Linked DNA regions of Mus musculus: regions 2, 3, 4, 5, 6 and 7 are each linked to region 1. The links are chromatin contacts, called in public promoter capture Hi-C maps. All regions are on one chromosome and are shown on one strand. Each heading gives the region's core, a stretch centred on a gene start, on an enhancer-like site or on the middle of the called end of the contact. The rest is flanking DNA. Distances are from core to core; before and after follow the strand shown. Region 1 holds the start of Rexo2 (RNA exonuclease 2). Region 2 holds the start of Pcsk7 (proprotein convertase subtilisin/kexin type 7). Region 3 holds the start of Pafah1b2 (platelet-activating factor acetylhydrolase, isoform 1b, subunit 2). Region 4 holds the start of Sik3 (SIK family kinase 3). Region 5 holds the start of 1110032A03Rik (RIKEN cDNA 1110032A03 gene). Region 6 holds the start of Bud13 (BUD13 homolog). Region 7 holds the start of Dlat (dihydrolipoamide S-acetyltransferase (E2 component of pyruvate dehydrogenase complex)).

The links. Promoter capture Hi-C pulls out the DNA fragments that hold promoters and counts their contacts.
Region 2: a promoter capture Hi-C map of pre-B cells shows a contact between it and region 1, with 4 times the contacts expected there. The contact joins the promoter of Pcsk7 here to the promoter of Rexo2 in region 1. A contact is called at or near these places in 5 of 39 promoter capture datasets (the 3T3-L1 cell line, erythroid cells, liver and 1 more) and 1 of 115 datasets of contacts at active chromatin or transcription factors (large pre-B cells).
Region 3: a contact with region 1 is called in a promoter capture Hi-C map of pre-B cells. The contact joins the promoter of Pafah1b2 here to the promoter of Rexo2 in region 1. A contact is called at or near these places in 2 of 39 promoter capture datasets (hippocampal neurons and pre-B cells) and 3 of 115 datasets of contacts at active chromatin or transcription factors (the NIH/3T3 cell line, embryonic stem cells and large pre-B cells).
Region 4: a promoter capture Hi-C map of pre-B cells shows a contact between it and region 1, with 5 times the contacts expected there. The contact joins the promoter of Sik3 here to the promoter of Rexo2 in region 1. A contact is called at or near these places in 3 of 39 promoter capture datasets (the C10 cell line, hippocampal neurons and pre-B cells), 4 of 115 datasets of contacts at active chromatin or transcription factors (astrocytes, extraembryonic endoderm stem cells, large pre-B cells and 1 more) and 1 of 9 other capture datasets (adipose tissue).
Region 5: a contact with region 1 is called in a promoter capture Hi-C map of erythroid cells, with 23 times the contacts expected there. The contact joins the promoter of 1110032A03Rik here to the promoter of Rexo2 in region 1. A contact is called at or near these places in 2 of 39 promoter capture datasets (erythroid cells and pre-B cells), 1 of 484 Hi-C or Micro-C datasets (B cells) and 1 of 9 other capture datasets (adipose tissue).
Region 6: a contact with region 1 is called in a promoter capture Hi-C map of pre-B cells, with 3 times the contacts expected there. The contact joins the promoter of Bud13 here to the promoter of Rexo2 in region 1. A contact is called at or near these places in 12 of 39 promoter capture datasets (the 3T3-L1 cell line, 3T3-L1-derived adipocytes, the C10 cell line and 6 more), 6 of 115 datasets of contacts at active chromatin or transcription factors (astrocytes, differentiating embryonic stem cells, embryonic limb bud and 3 more) and 1 of 9 other capture datasets (adipose tissue).
Region 7: a promoter capture Hi-C map of pre-B cells shows a contact between it and region 1. The contact joins the promoter of Dlat here to the promoter of Rexo2 in region 1. A contact is called at or near these places in 3 of 39 promoter capture datasets (erythroid cells, hippocampal neurons and pre-B cells).

Annotation. Positions count from the first base shown.
Region 1 is chr9:48,479,293-48,481,975 of GRCm38.p6, reverse strand. It overlaps Rexo2 (RNA exonuclease 2), which reads left to right and starts at 1,365. Exons shown (of 7, transcript NM_024233.4): 1 at 1,365-1,569; 2 at 2,583-2,666. The coding sequence starts at 1,423.
Region 2 is chr9:45,905,202-45,907,884 of GRCm38.p6, reverse strand. It overlaps Pcsk7 (proprotein convertase subtilisin/kexin type 7), which reads right to left and starts at 1,316. Exons shown (of 17, transcript NM_008794.2): 1 at 846-1,316. It overlaps Rnf214 (ring finger protein 214), which reads left to right and starts at 974. Exons shown (of 14, transcript NM_178709.5): 1 at 974-1,533.
Region 3 is chr9:45,983,490-45,986,172 of GRCm38.p6, reverse strand. Pafah1b2 (platelet-activating factor acetylhydrolase, isoform 1b, subunit 2) reads left to right here and starts at 1,302. Exons shown (of 6, transcript NM_008775.3): 1 at 1,302-1,468.
Region 4 is chr9:46,011,479-46,014,161 of GRCm38.p6, reverse strand. Sik3 (SIK family kinase 3) reads right to left here and starts at 1,342. Exons shown (of 25, transcript NM_027498.3): 1 at 1,032-1,342. The coding sequence starts at 1,304. It also overlaps a transcript of Pafah1b2 not described here.
Region 5 is chr9:50,766,874-50,769,556 of GRCm38.p6, reverse strand. It overlaps 1110032A03Rik (RIKEN cDNA 1110032A03 gene), which reads left to right and starts at 1,373. Exons shown (of 4, transcript NM_023483.4): 1 at 1,373-1,699. The coding sequence starts at 1,658. It overlaps Fdxacb1 (ferredoxin-fold anticodon binding domain containing 1), which reads right to left and starts at 1,319. Exons shown (of 5, transcript NM_198675.2): 1 at 1,102-1,319; 2 at 713-869. The coding sequence starts at 1,273.
Region 6 is chr9:46,281,652-46,284,334 of GRCm38.p6, reverse strand. It overlaps Bud13 (BUD13 homolog), which reads right to left and starts at 1,323. Exons shown (of 10, transcript NM_146000.2): 1 at 1,162-1,323. The coding sequence starts at 1,304. Zpr1 (ZPR1 zinc finger) reads right to left here. Exons shown (of 14, transcript NM_011752.2): 14 at 1,692-2,683.
Region 7 is chr9:50,658,395-50,661,077 of GRCm38.p6, reverse strand. Dlat (dihydrolipoamide S-acetyltransferase (E2 component of pyruvate dehydrogenase complex)) reads left to right here and starts at 1,298. Exons shown (of 14, transcript NM_145614.4): 1 at 1,298-1,887; 2 at 2,289-2,390. The coding sequence starts at 1,612.

The DNA.
Region 1 (2,683 bases), core at 116-2,615:
ATGTAAAGAAGTAATACTGAGAATAAGCCCAGCGGATTCAAATTCCTATATAGCCAGGTGTGGTGTTGCACACTTTTAATCCTAGTACTTGGGAGGCAGAATTCCAGGCCAGCTTGGGTTCTGTAGTGTGTCTCTTTGTCTTAAAAAAAAAGTTTCAATGCTACAATAGAGTTCTCCTTCCTATGAGTAGGGCCACAAATGATTACAAACTTAACAGTATGTTCTACTAGGTAATGCCGTTATAATATACATACCCATTCTGCAGTAAAATTGAACATGTAATTTGACACCCGTTTCCATGATTTTTTCCGTTTCTCTGGCCAAGCTTGGCAGGTCACCGGTGGAGTAGCTGAAATCCACTTGTAGGTTGCAGCATCCTTAAAGCTTTGATTAGGCAACAATGTTTGTCTCACAAAACCAGCTCACCGGGTAGGAATAACTATGCCACCAACCACAAGCTCTGTAATTACTGGCAACACAGCTTTCAGAAAAAGACACAGAGTATGTGATTCAAGACTGAGCACGTTTGTGACAAAATTGCCCTTTGCAGAGGCGTTTGCTACTGAGCTAAAATATAAGATCTCCGCAGAGGCCCCTTCGAGCGTAGGTGATGAAAACCGTATCTATTGTGGGAGATTAAGGACCCGTCTATTAAAACCAGAGCGATCGGCAAAGGCAGAGCGCAGGACAGAGCAGGCAGAGCTATTCCAACTCTCTTTAGTGGGCTGCAAAAGGTAGAATAGTATACGATCTAACAACCGAAACACAGCCTACACGTCCTGGCATCCTAGAAAACGAGACAAGGCTTCTGCCAATAATGGGAAAGGAACATTTATGGAACACCTGATATGTGCGAAGTCATCTTTCAGAAAAGAGACCATTTAAGGACTCCTAAACGGTGATGGCGGAATTGGCCTTGTAGCTCAAAAGAGCACGTCACTCGGATTCCAAGTAAATAAGAAATATACTCAATACGCGGAAGGGAGGGGCAGGTAAAAAAAAAAAAAAAAAGAAAAACTGAGGGAGGTAGCAGTAAGGAAAAGGTAGATTTAAAACAATTCTTAAACATATAACCATATTTTTCAAAGTAAAGCCTCTTCAACTTCGCAGCTTAGAACTAATAAAAACTCAGGAATGATATCTCCTGGAAACAGACAAACTTTAGCGGTGAAATACTAGCAAGTCCCTTAACATCCGAAAACACGTGGCGGGGGAGGGGAGCAGGAGGCTGGACCAAGGACTCCTACTCCCATCAGCCCTTTCGGCAGCCGAGAGTAGCTGTGGAGGGCGAGCCGACGCCTCGCATGCCGGGGCTTGTAGTCTTCTCCCGGCACCTCCCCGTGGGTTTGCGACGTTTAGCGACTGTGGCGCCTGCGCGCGCTGGGCCGGCGGGGCTGGGGCCGTGGCGGCTCGTGCCGGGTGATGCTAGGCGTATCCCTGGGCGCCAGGCTGTTGCGGGGCGTGGGTGGCAGGCGCGGGCAGTTCGGGGCGCGAGGTGTCAGCGAAGGTAGCGCAGCCATGGCGGCAGGGGAGAGCATGGCTCAGCGAATGGTCTGGGTGGACCTGGAGGTGAGAGTGCGGCCGGGGCGAGGAGGGTGCGGGGAGGCGAGCGCAGATTCGCGCGTGGGACCGAGGGACTCCCCTGTCCCGGGAAGCAGCAGGGATCTGGGTGTCAGGTGCGACAGGTGAGCACGGCCCCAGGAGCCCCGAGTCAAGAGTTTTTGCGGGGTCTGGGACTGTCCCTGGACTGTGGGGTTTCTTTCCATCTGGGTGGAGCCGTCCATGTGTCTCCCCTCTCCCTAGCCTCGACCTCCACCCAGAAGTGAATTTGTGTTACGCGTTAGTGACTCTGAGGATCGTGGGTGAGAGTTGGGGCAGCGACTCTGAGCCCTGCTCCGTCCCCACCTCCTAGCCTTAAAAGACTAGGTTGCTTAAGCTAGGACTCAGGAGATGACTCAGCCTTACCCCTCATTCCATAAAAGAGAAAATTGAGGCCCCATTGGAAGATTCAGGTTACCCATTTTAGTTTTAACGCATTCATACCTAGGCCTCTCTTGAACTCCAGTTTTCTGCTTACGAACTGAGTTCATTTGTTAACTTTTTTTGTTGTTGTTGTTGTTGGGAAAACTTCGGAAACCATTGTAAACCTCCGAGAGGTAACGTTCGTGAGCTCACTTTTCTGTAGTCAAGTTTTCATCCTGCTTATTTTGAGTCTGTTCCCAGGACAAATGTGTTTGACAGTAGCTGGCCCGCCCGCAGGAAGTGCCTTTAGCAGTCTCTGAGCACTCAGAACTTAATACCCTGAGTACTGCCCAGACCATTACTGGTCATAGAATGTGAGCTGGGTCCACACAAAGGAATCTCTGTCAAGTAAACTTGGGCAGCACGCCTTTAATCCTAGCACTTGGGAGGCAGAGGCAGGTGGATTTCTGAGTTCGAGGCCAGCCTGGTCTACAGAGTGAGTTCCAGGACAGCCAGGGCTACACAGAGAAACCCTGTCTCAAAAAAATAAAACAAAAACAAAACAAAACAAAAGGTGGTTTCATGTGTTTGTTATATGCTTGTTTATTTATGTTTTACAGATGACAGGATTGGATATTGAGAAGGATCAGATTATTGAGATGGCCTGCCTGATAACTGACTCTGATCTTAACATTTTGGCTGAAGTAGGTGATGCCGTGTA
Region 2 (2,683 bases), core at 67-2,566, 2.6 Mb after region 1:
GGCCTGGAACTCAAGAGAGCCAGCCTGCTTCCGCTTCCAGAGTGCTGGGATAACAAAGGTGTGTGCCACCAACATCCGGCTTAAACAAGCTTTCTTTATATAATAAAGGTTGGCTGAGAACTCTTGCTTCCACCCCTTTACTGCTGTTATTATAGGTGTGGGCCACCATGTCCTTAAGTTCCATGGCATATTTCCTATTACATTCTTCCTGCCCCTGGGGCTGCTTCAATTTGGCCCAAGATACCCAGGTGTCTTCCCTAGTCTGCATATAAGTAAATCCAAAGTCTGGTTTGATAGCAGCCATCCACTCAGGCAGGCTCCTACAATCTCTGTAGGTTCCAACAGAGATTTCTGGAAGAGAAACCGAGTTTTGTTTTTGTTTTGTTTTGTTTGTTTGTTTGTTTTTTTCTCCCTGTGGTCCAGAGGCACAGCAGCACTTATTCTCAGACCTCTGAGCAAGAAATCTTAAGCACTTTCTGAAAATAGACTCCCATCACCCTCAACTAAGGTAGACGGGCACCTTTCCTGCTCAAGATTCTGCTCTTAAACCACCGTCCTTCAAGCCCCGCCTCCCCACTCACAGGAACCAGGGTCTGTACAGAGTGAGTTTTCTGATGCCCCCACTCCCACGCGGACTCAGCTGCTCCGTGCAATGTGCCTCTCTCTCCTTAGGACCGATGCTGTCCGGAACCTACGACCCGGAGACCCGGTCCCTCTGGGGTCGCCCACGCCAGGACCCAAGGTGCCCTCAGCGAAGGACCTCCTCCGCAGACGCCGACCAGCCCCGGTCCATGGTCCCCCGTATATCCGAGGTCCAGCCTCCACTACATTTCTTCCCGACTCACCCACAGCCTCTGTTGCTACTGTCGCTGCTGCTGCTGCCGCCGCAGCCCCCACCCTACGGAAACTCTCGGCTTCCCCGGAGCCGGAGGCGCCACTGACAGCGACATCACTTCCGCCCGGCGCCGCAGCCAATCAGCGGCTGGGCCTGCGGCCTCTTGACCAGCGGGCCGAGCTCCGGGCGCTCCGCCGACAGCTTCTGTCACAGGCCCGTGAGGGCTGTGGGAGTTCCGGCGCCTCGAATCCTCGTGTCCTCCGCCACAGGACCCCCTCCGCCACAGGGCCCTCGTCCTTCATGGCGTCCTCTGTAAGGACCATCCCGGTTCCGACCTCTAAACACCCCTCGCGGCTCTTCTCCGTCGGACTGCCATAGCCTTGACTCTTCCCCATAAACTCCTCAGAGAGGCTCTCGCCTCCATCCGGCCGCCGTCTCTCTGGCCCGCGTGTCCCTCGGGCTCCGCTTGGGTCTCAGGGCTGGTCCCCTCAGCGGCTCCGTTGTCCGGTCGCTGTCCGCGCCTGCCGCCAGAGGGCGCCGTCGGTGGCGGCCGCTCACCCCGCGGGTTCCGCTCCTCTCGCCGCCCCGGCCTCGCCCCCTTGCGCTCGCGCCGCCGGAAGTGGGAGGTGCCGCGCGCGGGCCAGCGCTCGACCCCTCCCCCAGGCTTGGCCGCCCCCTCCCCCGCTCCGCCCGCTCAGGTGCGTCCCTTCCCTCCCCCCCGCTTGGCTCCCCGGGGGCGCGGCGCGGGAGGTGTGTGCGGGGCGGCGCGCGCGGGTCGGGACGGCGGGACTAGGGGGGCGCGGCGGAGGAGGAGGGGGCGGCGGGGAGGGGGCGGCGGGGACAGGGGCGGGAGCCCGGCCTGGGAGTGGGACGGGAGCTGGCGGCCGGTGAGGACGGAGGGGAAGGGGTGGAGGTGGCGCTGGCCAGTGCCAAGGGCCAGCGTAGCGGCAGCTCCCTGTGAAGAGTGGCGGTGACCACCCGGCGCAGCTTCCCCCCATTGTCCCCTTCTGCGTCGCCGCCTGACTGGTGACCATCACTGCCTTGCGGGATTCCCTTGGGCACACTGGGCTCTTGAGCCAGATGTGCGACCCCACCCCCCATCCCTCTCGTTTGGGGCTCTAGCTGCGGAGTTTCACGTATGACCCTTGCCCTAAGGTTTTCGTTTACTGGGCATCGGTGACCCAGACCTTGTTCCCTGTTGGAGGCAATGATCTCGACCCTATTGTAGGCAGACTGATTGCATCCGAGATGCAATAATGGCGTTTCAGGGCCCATTTTCACCTAGGAGCTTTTTATTATGAGAGGAAACTGAGGCACTGAGCTGTGACTATTGATTCAGCCCGACTCGGTATCTGCTCTTGTGCATTCTTCTGGGTTCAGAGATATTCTATTCATGGGATGCTGTCAAAATAAAAGCAGGAATGGGAACTAATCCTACTTTTACCACCTAGTTTTTCTTGTTACCATAGAAGGCCGAGTTTATTTTGCAGCAAAAAAGATGCTCTTAAAAATAAAAATGTAAAAAACCGTCTTCTTGGGTTCCCTTACTTGAGTTACCATGTTTTTCAACATCTCCCTTTTCTCCTGGAGTAACTGAGTAGTAGCCTGTGACTCAATGGTAACTTGTTAGTGGGGCGTTGGCAGATACCAGACATTCCCATCTGTAGGAAAGGAATACTGTCAGGCTAAAAGACACCCCACAGAGATGGTCCGGGGTGACTTGTTCTTGGAAACACCTCACATAAACCCTATCACTTAAATTAATAGAGAATGCTTTGACTGCAACAGCCAAAAGGGATTTAAACATATTATTGAATCTTGGCCAAAAAGGTCAACTTTAATAAATGG
Region 3 (2,683 bases), core at 53-2,552, 2.5 Mb after region 1:
AGAGAAGGGGGAACACCATGACTAAAAGCCAAGTGGAGAGGAAAGGACTTACTTCCTTTACAGCTCTCAGATCACAGCTGTCACAGAGAGAAGTCAGGGTAGGAACTGGAGCTATAGAATGTCGTTTCTTACTGACTGACTGTGTGCTCTTATACAACTCAACTCAGGGCCACCTTCGCCAAGTGGCACCACTCACAGTGGGATACGCCCATCAATTATTAATCAAGAAAATACCCTCATAGACTGCCTACATGCCAATCGGATGAAGGCATTTTTAAAGTTCCCTTCCTCAAATGACCCTGATTTGTGTCATTGACAAAAACAACCCAGACATAGGGCTTTATCATTGGAAACCAATTCAAGTTGTTTCTCTTAACAGTGTATTTAATACTAAACTGTTTAAATAACCCTTTACGATATTCTCTTGATCAAAACACTTAAAACAGCACTTACTGAGATCTTGCTAGTGTACCATATGTAACTGGAATATCTGCAGAAGAGTTATGGAGGCAGTGACAAAGTCATTATCTTGAAATTTTTATTTTGCATTCGAGATAATACAAGCAGCACATAAGTGATTTGAAATTTTATTTTATTATCTCGATAATTTAGGCTTACAGGTTTCAAGAACATTCTCAATCAGTTTCAGAGTCCTGGAATGCTCTGCAATTCACTATTATGAGTTTGAATGAATCCTATCCATCATTAAAGAGCCAGCCCTGGCACTGCTCCACCAAGTTTCCCTGCTAATGATGACGCAATCTCTTGCCCCTCCTCTTGGCGCTGATCTGTCCTGCACTTATCCAGCCGTTAGCATCTAATCTCTACATTGACTCTCTATGTACTCCCCTAAACTGGATGGATTTCTAAGGTAAAGACTGGGGTTTCTGTTATTCCCCGAGTGGTATCTATCACACAATTCTGAGTATCATCATAGAAATTCTGCTGGTAAATGTAGGGGTTGCCCCTTTTAACTTCGGGCCTATTTCTCCCCATTCTCTGCAATCTGGTTTATCCCATCGGTGGAGGAAATCAGTGGCTAAGAAGGGAGTAGCGTCAGCGAGAGGTCAAGCTACACTGTCTCTAAGGCCATCTCCGGATAGTTTCCGTCATCCTATCAGGACAGGAAGGCAGTTACAGGAAAGATGGAGGCTCAAGTCGGGGAAAGAAAGAGAACAAAGTCAGTACTTGGCAGGGACGGTAGACCTGTGCGCCAAGCAAAGAGCGCGCACTGCGAGGGAAAGTGAGGCGCACCCGCCCCGCAACTAGCCCCGCAGCCAGGGGCGGGACTTCCGGAAGCCATTTGCCCGAGTGGCAGGGGGACCGGAAGTGGAGGCGCTGCTGCTTGGTGCTGGGGCCCGAGGAGGGGACGCGCGCCGGAACGCGGCCGTCGGGATCAAGCGAGCGACTGAAGCGCAACCCGCCGACGCCGCAGCCGCTGAGGGCCCCGCACGGACCCTCTGCCTGTGTGAGTGCATCGTGGGGACCGCGGAGCCGGGGCCTCGTCGTGACGGGTGGGACGCGCGGGCGAGCCGGTATTGTGAGGCCCGGCTCCCCTCCCCCACGCCGCCCCTCCCCCGCCGCGCCCCGCGCTGTCGCCCTGCAGGGCCTCCGGGGCCCCGCGCCGTCGCCGCTGCCCTGCGGCGCCCTGGTTCCACCCTGGCCAGCGGCTGAGCGGCCCGCGGGTCCCCTGGCCCGGCCTCCTGCCTCAGCTGTCGCCTTTTCCCTCCATCCCCGGGGTGGGACCTCTAGGCCCAAGCCTGTGACTGGGTTGTGCCTTTTTTTTTTTTTTAACGGATCACGCTCTTTGCCCTTCTCGTCGAAAATTGTCTCCTCATTCGAAACTTCTCTGTTGCCTTCGCTTATACTTCCCAAAGACCCGTGTCAGGGCTCTGAAAGGATTGGTAGAGGCTAGCCTTAAGGGTCACCCACTTCATTCGGCGACGAGGCCCAGGCGTTGGTGACTTGGCCGATGGCCTACCGCCAGCCAGGTACATCTGTCAGTGAGTAGTTTCCTTGGAGGTGTGTTTCCTCTCCCCAGCCCTTGTGGTCCATGTCCACTTAGCGGGTCAGAGCCTGTGGTCTCCAGGTTTGAGTTACTCATGGCAGAGTGACTCGTTATCCTTTCCATAGCTCCCAGGCTGACGTTGCCTTTCATCATGTATATACGGATCTTAAGGAAACCCAAAGCCATAAAGCGTTGGCGTCTCTGAAGAACGTGGCTATGGACAAAGGGAAGGGCACCAAGACGCTAAGAGCAGGTCCTAGACTTGCATTTTCTACAGCGTTGAGTTGAGTGGAGAGAATGGGCCAGAGGAAAAGGTGTGGAAAAGAGAAAAATGCAAGCTTATCTTTCCCTTGGATGAGGCTTGTGTCTGCCCGTCAGTTCCTTCTCTGGGCACATTGTTCAGACTTAAAGGTTGCCTCCTTGTGGGAGAGCAGGGGAGGGAATCATTGTGCATTAATTTGTTGGCATGGGCACTTGATAATAAATTATGGATGGGCTGGATCCTGGGGGGCCGCCCACCAGAGACCGGGGCAGGGCATTCTGGACGAGGCTTGCCTTCCTCTTCAGAATAATTCTGCCAACTCTCTGAAGCAAAATGAAAAGCCTCAGGCCTTAATGGAAGCATCCTAAATCTTTTCATTCTCATTCAAAAGTCTCAGCAAGCTTCTAGGTTCT
Region 4 (2,683 bases), core at 93-2,592, 2.5 Mb after region 1:
TGAGCAAAGACGAGTTGGGAATTCAAATGGGTTTTGTGGCTTCCATCAAAACTGAATGATTTTCCTTGATACTCTCAATGAAGAAAGATAGGTAAAAGTGCTACCCTCTGAGTCCTTTAAAAAATATACTACATGCGTATACATACATGGTTTCCTAACTGACCTTGGCCAGTTTCACTACTACAGCTCCTCAAATCCCTTGGGAACCAAAGGGCCCAAATGAGTGGAATTCTGTCGTGCCAATCCCACGGTTCCCTTCCCTACTGAAAAGCCCACCCCGAGTTCTAAAAAGCCCACCATTTCAGACCCTCTGACAACTAAAAATAACCAGCAAACCATCTTATCCTAAATTGTTTAACCCTTGGTTAGCTAGTGTCACCAGGAACCCTGAGCCTTGGGACATCTGGTCATGGGTCCATTCCATTTTTTTCCCCCTTATTTCCCTGCTTTCTTCACTGACTCTTCCCATAATCAAGTATACTTCCTCAGGCTTACAACTGACACCATCTCCCCGTCTTAAATAATCAAACGTGGATTCCTTTCTCTGGTATAGGTGCCAGGTCCTTCTCTTCCCGGTGTCTTGCACCCCACCGCACACCCTCAGCCCCATGCCCCAGCCGTCCTGGGAAGCCTGAGGCAGCCAGTTTGCGCGTCTCCCCCATCCTGTGGTCCACATTTCATATGCCCCTGCCCTCGTTCTGATGGTTTCCTAATTGCTGGTTCCGGAGTCTTCCTGGCGTGCAGTCCGCCGGCCCCCAGAGAGTTCCAACGCCTCCTTTCCAGTCACCCCCCCCCCCCGACCCTGCGCACAGCCCTGGGGACCTCTCCGATGTCCAGCTGCTAAGTTCCCGGAGCCCCCCCTTCCGGAACCCCTCCGCTCTGAGGTCCCTGCCTTCTCCCGCCAGCACCGGTCCCCACTGCTGACCCTGACCCGAGCCCCGGGGAATCGCGGACTCCCCTGGCCCCACCGCCCTGCTGCAACGCCCCCCGGGCAGCGCAGCCCGCAGCCGCGCGGTCCCCAGCGCCACTACCTTGGCCTTGGTGACGAGGTGCGTGGCCCGCTTGACCACAGCGAAGTTGCCCTTGCCGATGGTGCGGTCGATCTCGTAGTAGCCGATGCGAGCGGCCATCGACCCGCGGGAGGCCGGGGCTGTGGGACGCGCCGGGACGGCGGCCGGGGGCACTGCGGCGGGGGCTGCCGGGGGCCCCGCGGCGGGCGGAGGCAGCAGGCGGCCGGCCGGCCCGGCTCCCCCTGCTCCGGCCACGGCAACCCCGCCAGCTCCGCTCGCCGCCGCCGCCGCCATCTTGTTGTGCAGTGAAACCTCCGGGGCCGCGGGGAGCCGGCCGGGGGGGAGGGGGCGCGGGGGGGCCGAAAGAGGGGGGTTGCCGACAGACGTCACTCCGGGAGGCGGGGCTCCCGCGCCGCCGGGCGCCCGACGCCATGGCAACCGCGCGTCACGTGCGGACGCGCGTCACTGCCCGAAGCCATGGCAACCGTGACCTCACCGGGCGAGCTCGACCTTCCCGCGTGGGTCCCTGTTCCTGAGGCGCCGGCTCCCTAGTGCCCCCCTCTGGGGAACAGGCATTGAAAACGTCGAGGGTCAGCAGCAACTTCTAAGCTTCCGCCGCGCCTAGCGAGGTAGGGATATGAGATGGGGAGACCCCAGAACCAGACTCCCGATGGCCCCTGGTTCGCTGATGGGATCCCTGCTCCGACCTGTGTCCCAGTTCAGTCATCACCAAACCTCCCTTAAAAGGATTTCCTCGTCACCAAAAATACCAGCCTTGTCCCACTTTAGCCCTGGAGGCCACAGAGGCAGGAATAGCTACAGTATTTAAGCAACTGTAACCAAGTTGGTAGCAAGGCAGGGGAATTGTTCAGCAAAAACTCTTACAAAGCCCAGCTCACTTCGTACAATCAATCTAATAAGTCATCGAACACAGAAGAGTGCGGAAATTAGAGTTTGCATATTCAAGGATGTTGAACCCATCCCAAACATGCGTTCCAGTCTTTGGGTGGGTGAGGGCCAGAAAAGGACCGTCATTTTCCTTCCTGCCACCCCTGACTCGGAACAATTCTCCAGCCAGTTGGTCAGAATCTCTTCACTCGTTTTCTGTTGCTGGGTTAGTACTGGTGAAGTGTGTTGCATTCAGGGCCACGTCATGCTTAAAGATGAGCAATCCGTTAAGCAAAACGAGTAACTAATATAAATTCCATCCCTACTAATGACTCTCCAAGGACATTAAGAGTGATCAAATTAATAACCCCTGCAATAAAACTCATATCCCTCTTTCTTCCCTCCTGTTATCTGACATTCCACATCCTGGGCTGTAACTGAGCCTCTCCCCCTCCTCCTTCCTTATTAAGTAGATTGATTTATCTGCCTCTGGTGGGGATAGGAAATTGGGCTGTAAAGGAGAGATAGCCTTTGGTCCGTTAGAAAAGGAAGGAAGAAGGCTGTGTGCATTCCTCTATATAATTGTATCTCATGTATCCAGTGCTATTCTACCCACACCTGTATCTCCCTCCATGGCACAGGAGTATTGTCACATCTCTGTGCAGTATCAAAAAGTGACATCCAGGTCACTGGGTATGTGAGAAAGGAAATACATGCTTACCCTTTCTGACCACAGGTCTTTCCCCAATGTTCTGATTCCCCCCATGTGACATAAGTAATGGCTG
Region 5 (2,683 bases), core at 124-2,623, 2.3 Mb before region 1:
TTTATAGATTGGGGTGGGAGGAGAAGCAGGTAAGGGCTACACCTGACGACAGTTTTAACTGGTAAGCAGCGAGCTAGGATTTGAACCTAGGCCATGTGACTCTTAAATCCAATCTTGTCGTCATCAAGCTATACTGACTCTTACGATTTGCATTTTTTAAAACCTTTTTGAGGTGGGCTGAAAGATTCAGCAGTTAAGAGCACTAGCTGTTCAAAAGTTCAATTTTCAGTACCCATATGATGGCGACACCAATCAGTACTCTAGTCCCAGGGGAACCAATGTCCTCTAAGGAGGCACACAACTGTTGCACAGACATGCATGCCGACAAAACACCCATATCCATATTTAAAAACACACACACACACACACACACAATTTGGGTAATGGTGCTTGCCACCAAGCCTAGTAGCCAAAGTTCTATCTCCTGGATACACGATGGAAGGAGGACCCGCTTCTGTAAGTTGTTCTCTGACCGCCACACTCATACACACACTAATTTTTGAAAAATAAACTTGCCTTTTCCTTGTAATTTATACTTTAACATCTAGGGTTATACGTAAATCTTTAAGACAAGATTATGGTTTTCTCTGGGTTTTATCTTCTTTCCTCGTGTATTCTAGCAACTTATTTCCCCAACGACAAAGTTTGTGTGCAGTGATTTGGTTATGGGAACCTGGAAACATTTTCTATGCCAGGACTCGTCTTGCCTCACCTCTGGAAAAACTTGGCAAGCAGTTCCCTGTTCTTAGCTACTCCAGCTTTTCGTCCACAGTGCGGGAAGTTGAAATAAATTCGATCAAAATCCCTATCGTCGGCTGGCAAGGCATGTGACAGCTGGGTACAGTCCACACCAAAACGCACTTCGACACCTGGCAAGGTTTAAAGGCGTGAAATAGAGACCAAAAGACGTCTTAAGATCTGTAAACCTGGACAAACACCACCACTCAATGCATGGTTGGGTTGCCAACAATGCAGCCCAGCCCAGACCTGAGCACACACGCGCATCCGCCTGAGCGCCCCCAGGAGGCGCCCTCGAGTTCCCCGCGCGAGCCACACCCTTACGCTCCGGGCGGGCCCTCGGGGCGGGCTGGGACTTGCTACCTCGTTCGCGCAGGCGCTTTAGGTTCTCTAGCGCTACCGGATCTCCCTCCAGAGCCGCCCGGTGCTGGAAGCCGGTAGCGGTAACACTGACGCTGGGATCCAGGCCGTCGATCAGAGAAGCGGCGAAGGAGAAATTCCCCTCCCCGACCAACAGGAGGCGCCGGGGAAGCATGGTCTCCTCCGGCTTACCTGCCGGCGCTCTCCGGGGCGCACATTTCTTACGTCACTTCCTTCGCGTGGGCCTCGTCTCCCTCCCCTCCCCACTCCACCCGGCACTAAGTGATGACGCATCAACAGCTTGTTACCAGGATAAACATTTGGAGCTACTGCTCGGGAGCTTCGAGCGGGGAAGTAAAATGGAGCTCTTGGCCTTGCCCCTTCACCTTTGTGCGCCTCCAAAGGCTCGTTTTCTTTTCAGTACTCGGACGGCCCAACACGGACGGCCCTGAGCGTCTTCGCCATTCTTGCTTGAAGCATAACTGTCACTAACTGAGGGGTGAGACGAGTCCTGCGTATTCCAGAGGCTCAGGACGCTGTAACTGCACCATCTCCTGACATGGCTGTCTCCTGTTCTCTCAACCACTCAACATATCTCCAGGTGTTTATATATCCTATTTTCAAGAAGTAACATTGAACGCCTGTCTTGTTCCATAGCACTGTGAGAGCAACTAGGTGTATGGATGAACTGGAAGTGGCCTGCCTGCTGTCAGATGACAAATGCACACAGCAGAAGAGGCAACTCGAATAGAATGGGGTGTGTACCCACCGTGAGTGAAGGAATTCGGGATACTATGAATGAAGCATACACAAGGGGAAGCCCTACGAAGCTGGGGAAGGGAGACATAGATTCCCTGAAGTTAGCCTGAGCTGAAAGCTAGTTGGGGGAGGGGAGCTCGTTTTAGTTAGGTAAAAAGGATTAAAAAGGCAGAAGGAACAATGTTCATAAAATCATAGTTAAAAAAAAAAAAAAGTTATGTTTGACTGGTTGAACACAGTTGGCCGGGAGACGGACTAGCAGGTGACACTGTAGAGTTAAAAAGGAAGCCAGACCAAATTGAGTGTTTTAACCATTTAATAGCCTAGACCCTATTCTGAGAATATAGAAATATATTATAGAATATAGAAAGCCACTAAATGACAGCCAGCAGGAGGTCTCAAAATGTAAAATGAAAAACTTTGAATTCATTTGAGAAAAAATGAAGCTACTTTATTGATTTGGTAAGGGCTTTTTGTCCTTGACAATCCTGATCAGGTGACCTTCAGAAAAATCAACTTTCCTCCCAAAATCACGTTTGAAAAGACAATCTAGCACTCTAACATTGATCAGATGGGCGTGTCTATCTGGAAGTAGTTAGCTAAAAACTGAAAACCAGCCACCACAATAACCAAGTATAGCCAGCTGTGGTGGCACACACCTTTAGTCCCAGTACTTGGGAGGCAGAGGCAGGTAAATTTCTAAGTTCAAGGCCAGCCTGGTCTACAGAGTGAATTCCAGGACAGCCAGGGCTACACAGAGAGACCCTGTCTCGGAAAAAGGCCAAGTATTCCATTTCTCATTACTAATGAATGATTCCCATCTCAA
Region 6 (2,683 bases), core at 74-2,573, 2.2 Mb after region 1:
AAAGCTTAAACTTTCCCCCTGCATGCCATTGCCCCTTCTTCCAGGGACATCAGCCACACTGAATTCAACACCACCTTAACTGAATATAGGCTCATCTTAACTGGTAACACCACAAAGATTCCATCTATAAATGAGGTCATGCTCAAGCTCTAATGAAGAGAAGTGTGGAAATGAGGGACTAATTCGACCCAGTTCAATGGACCATACGGTAATAATACTGTTAGACCATGATACTGCCCCACAGAGAGGGTGAGCCACACTTTGTATCCTATCTAGTACTCTCTTTAAGCTGATAAGCATTTAGTAGACCTGGGGGTGGAGTGTGAGAATGGAATTAGCCCCCAGAGTTTCAACTTTCTATCCAAAATAGCACCTTCAGTAAGCTGCTAAACTTAGGGCTGCTGCTCTAAAGCCTACAAATACAGACATTTCCTTTTGTTCTGTAGGTTGATGTTGGATATCCTAACCCAACCTTTCCAGATTCCAGTGGCCAAGTTACTAATGGACATTTCATCTGAACTCTGTCTCAGCACATCTCTTTGCAATCTGGAAGTATAGTGTTTAATATAAATGTCTGCTCCATTACAATGTTCTGAAAGCTATATGGTCAACTATTTTAGAAAGAGGCCAGGCACAGGATGTGAACTGTTCCCATTTTAGTTGTTACTGTTAGTAGTAGATGTGAGTAATAGGATATGGGTCTTTGATTCCAGATCAGTTCCTGGCACTTTGGAACCCTCAGAAAGAGATTTTTGGATCTAGAAAGAAAGAAAGAAAGAAAGAAAGAAAGAAAGAAGAGGGAAGAGAAAAAGAAGAAGGAAAGAAAGAGAAGGGAAGGGAGAAAGAGAGAAATAAAGTGAGAAAGAAAAAGGTTTGAATCAGCTTTGCTATTCTTGGACACGACTTTCAATCTGTACATGGAACGACGTAAGCTACAAACGCGGGGAGAAAGTGAGTTAAGTTCTAGCTGCCTTTAACACAAGGAAGGCGCTGCTCAGAGGATGAGGTCTGAGCTGCCAGTGGCAGCTACAATCCCGCCCCGGGGCAGTGGAGCGGGGCCTGAGCTCGGGCCGGGGTCGGCAGCACCGCGCGGGCCAGGACGAGGAAGAGCTGCGGCCGAGGGCGCCACCGGGCAGCGCGACACCTCACCAGTCCACTCACCCCTTGCCGCCAGCGCCTCCAGGCTTCGGCCGTTTTTTGCGCCGCTTGCGACCGGCCTCGGGACCTCCTTCCAAGCCAGCATCTGTCCCAGACAAGTAACGCTTCAGATACTCAGCTTTGGTGAGTGGCGGAGCTGCCGCCATGGCAGCGGCGAGGGCGGGGCAACAGCTCGGCGTGGGGGACAAAATTCTTCAACGCGAAACGGTAGGGGTGGAGCCAGAAGCGGAAGCTTTAGGACGGGGACTTTTTGAACTGCTGGACTTAAAGACTTGAGCCTTAAGAGGCTCCAGGGGAGAGTGCGTGCATCTCGGGCTGGCTGTGCTTTTCCTGAGACGACGAATCGGTGCAACAGCCTGCAGCCCACGCTGTCTCAGCTGAGAAGCCACAGGCCGATGTAACATGATCCTACCCTGGCAGCATCAGCGCCAGAGTAAGGAAGAACACCTGTATGAATGGTGGGACTTACCATAGCTGTACCACTAGGGGCACATTCTTGAGCAGCGTTTTAATAATGGACGCTGTACCAAACGTTTCAATTTCAATCACTTTTATTGCTATAAATACCTTTTGGTGGGAAGTCTGCTGGAAGAGGCTTCCGGGTACCATTTAGGGGAAGTCAAACTTGTGACTATAAAAGTTTGATAGGTTTTTATCAAACCTGTACTGACCTTCTCACCTTTGATATGTCTTTCTAAAAAATGATATAAACTCTTCCCAGTGAAATGGATTCGTGGTCAGTGTGGCAAAGAAACCAGGAAGATTCTGGAGTTTCTTCTATAAAGGGTTAAGTGTTTTATGACTTCTCACTTAACCCTCACAATTTTTTTTTCTTTCATCCAGCACCGAGGATTAAACCCAAGGCCTTTTGCACATGGTATGCAGGAGTTCTATAGAACTACATCCCCACTCTTTTGAATGTTGAAGATCTAAATTGCCTAAGCTGCCCCTGAATTTGTTAGCCTTCCTCCTCAGCCTCTCAAGTGGCTGGACACCATGACCTACCCTTCAGTTTTATTAGCCTCCTTTATAGATAATAAGAACTTTCGGGTAAGTACAGGAACCCACACATCTTCATACTGCCTGGCTCTAATTTTTGCTAGCAGAGGCCAAACAAGGATGGTGCTGGTTATCCAGTTTGAATTCGTTTTGTCTTGAATCAGGGTTTTTCTGTGTAGCCCAGGCTGTCCTGGAACTTCCTCTGTAGACCAAATCGGCTTCAAACTCATAGAACCACCTGCCTCTGCTGGGATTAAAGGTGTGTGCCACCCTGCTTTTCCAGACTGCTTTAAGCTGCATGAGAACAGCTAGACTCCACACAGGTGTACCTGGCTCAGAGCAGACAGGATGGCCTATTGGAGTGAATCAAATGCTGCCTCTACAGCAGCCACCTCAAGAAAGATTTGCTTAGGAAACTAAACTGGTTTTTCCTTCCTCATTTCTTTTCATGAAGACGGACTCTCACTGCATGGCCCAAGCTGTCCTCAGTCTCCTCGGAGCTGAGTGTGACTCAGTGTGACCCAGC
Region 7 (2,683 bases), core at 49-2,548, 2.2 Mb before region 1:
GGAGTTGGTTAGCATATACACAGAAAATAATGTCATAATTTAATATATATATATATATATATATATATATATATATATATATATATATATTATATATATACATAGAATAGGAAAATCTAGGGAGACATTTACTGGAAAATTTAGTCCTAATCTCAAACCAAAATTCACTGATTGATTTTCTATGAAATTCAAATCAGCCACGGCAATTTTAAAATCCAAATACTCATAACAATTCAACCTAAAGATTATACTACTATAATGTTTATATAGAAGGGATAACTGTGGGAAATGTCTTTCTGCAATTAAATCATTATGCTCACGTGAGAGCAGAACACTTTGTACAGTAAAACCAGTGCGAATCACACCATACACGGGGAATCTGTGCCAAGGTGTTTCAGGCAGTGTTGGCTGGCCTCGTGTGACACCGAGGGCATGGCAGTACAAAGGGCACGGGTGTCCTCACAGCCACAGCTGCAGCGACGCGGTAGGATTCAGTGTAGGCAGCAGTAGTGAGAAACAACCTAGGTTGGCGCGGCTGGGTTCGGCAGCTTTTCACTGTTGCCATTTTTTTTCTTTTGACCCCACATTGTTACTCCATAGTTTAAGAAAGGTTTCTGTTGTTGTTTTCCTATTGAATTCACAGAACTGCGGGACAGCACGACAACGACTTTCGCAAAGTTGTATCTTAAACCTTTCTTTAAAAAAAAAAAAAAAAAGAATCTCAGTATGTAGCCCAAGCTGGCCTGGCAATGAACAGCATTAAACCAGGCTGTCCTGGAATCTAGGGTTCCACCTGCCTCTGTCTCCGTAATGCTATAATTAAAGGAATGTGTGTGTGTTAAAATATTTTCGCTATTTAAGAGGATACGGTGGAAATCTGGGGGTAATAAAACTGCTTTTTACAAACAAGTATCTTTATAGAGGAAATATAATTAGTCTTCTGTGACTAACTGGAAATGTGAAAATGTACCTTTCTCTTGGCTGCCCTTCACATCATTTGGCTGAAAACCCTGCTGCTCCCGTTTCCGGTGGGTTAGGGACCTAGGACAGCCTGCACGGGGCGGGCTCTGCAGCCAAGGGTCACCCCCTGATCCCCCGTCACTCGAGGGCCTTTCCTTTCTCCAACTTTCCAAGGTGCGCCCGCACCCATCGACCTAAAGCTTTGCATTACTGTCAGCCCGGGCTCTTTTCCCCAGCTTTTTCTTAAAGCAAAGGCGGTCGTTCCCTTTGGCACCGCCTCCCTGCCCTCAGGCTGCAGCCGGTCCGACTCTCGGGTCCCTTAGAGCGGCCCTGGTCCGTACTTCCCATCCTCTGCGACACCTCTCCTAGGGCCTTTCCCGTTTCTCCCAAACGTGCACCGCCCCCGCACTGCCTCGCAGCGCCTTCGTCACCGCAGATCCTAAGCGGCAGCCTCCCGTCCCTCTCGGGTGTCTCCGACGCGTCCCCCCCGCAGAGGGGCACGGAAACCCTACGTTCCGGTCGCCCGTCCAAGCAGCCGCTTTTACGACACTGCGCGACCGCAGTGCGCGGCTGACGGCAGAGCCGCGCTGCTCTTGGAGAGGTCACTCCGGAGACGGCGGAGCCTTTGGGGCGTGGGGGTCGGTGGCAGTAATGTGGCGCGTCTGTGCGCGGAGGGCGCGGAGTGCTGTGCCCAGGGATGGGTTCAGGGCTCGGTGGGCGGCCTTGAAGGAAGGCCCCGGGGCCCCATGCGGGAGCCCGCGGATTGGCCCCGCTGCGGTCCGTTGCGGTAGTGGGATCCCCCGCTATGGGGTCCGCTCCTTGTGCGGCTGGAGCTCCGGCTCCGGCACTGTCCCGCGTAACCGCTTGCTGCGACAACTCCTGGGGTCGCCCAGCCGCCGCTCTTACAGCCTCCCTCCGCATCAGAAGGTGAGTGACCCACCCTGGAGCCTGTTGTCCTTCAGAGCCCGCTCCTTGGCGTGGGGAATCCTCCTTGAGAGGCCTCCGACAGCCAGCTCCCTCCCAGATCTATTACGGTCCCTCGCCCAAGACCTTCCCAGTGGGCATCTTTTCTATTGAAAGAGGTCTAAGCCTGCGGCTATGGGCAAAAGGTCTGAGAAGTCTCACGTGCTTTCTCAGATCCACTAGACTGACTGGAGGATCAACCTGCCTCTGAAAGTCATGAATTTCTGGAGTGCTAGATCTCCCTTTGTATCTCCAGTGAACAGTTTGAAATGTGACTCAGTAAATACTCTGCATGAACTTGGGTGGAATGAAAGCACGCCGAGGGCTAAGTATGCCTGTTTAAATGTATGCTTCTTTTTCTGCAGGTTCCATTACCTTCCCTTTCCCCTACAATGCAGGCAGGCACCATAGCCCGCTGGGAAAAAAAAGAAGGGGAAAAAATCAGTGAGGGTGATCTAATTGCAGAGGTAAGTCTTAAAACACGCAGATTTTACCTAAGGGAGTGGCTTTGCTGAATAGACTAAAGCTTAGCCTTCTGGTAGGTAGTTTCCTCTTTCTCTTTAAGAAGCAGCTCCCCTCCCACCTCCCCATTTATTAGAGATGATTGGTTAGCTACGTTGTCAGCAGCTAGCTAAATTGTTTTTGAGATCACGGTGTAACTCTGGCTGGCCTGCAATGCTCAGAGATATCCCCCCCCACCCCCAATGTTACAATGTTAGCAATGCCTAGCTTCTACCCAAAATGTTTTTAAACCGTTCTT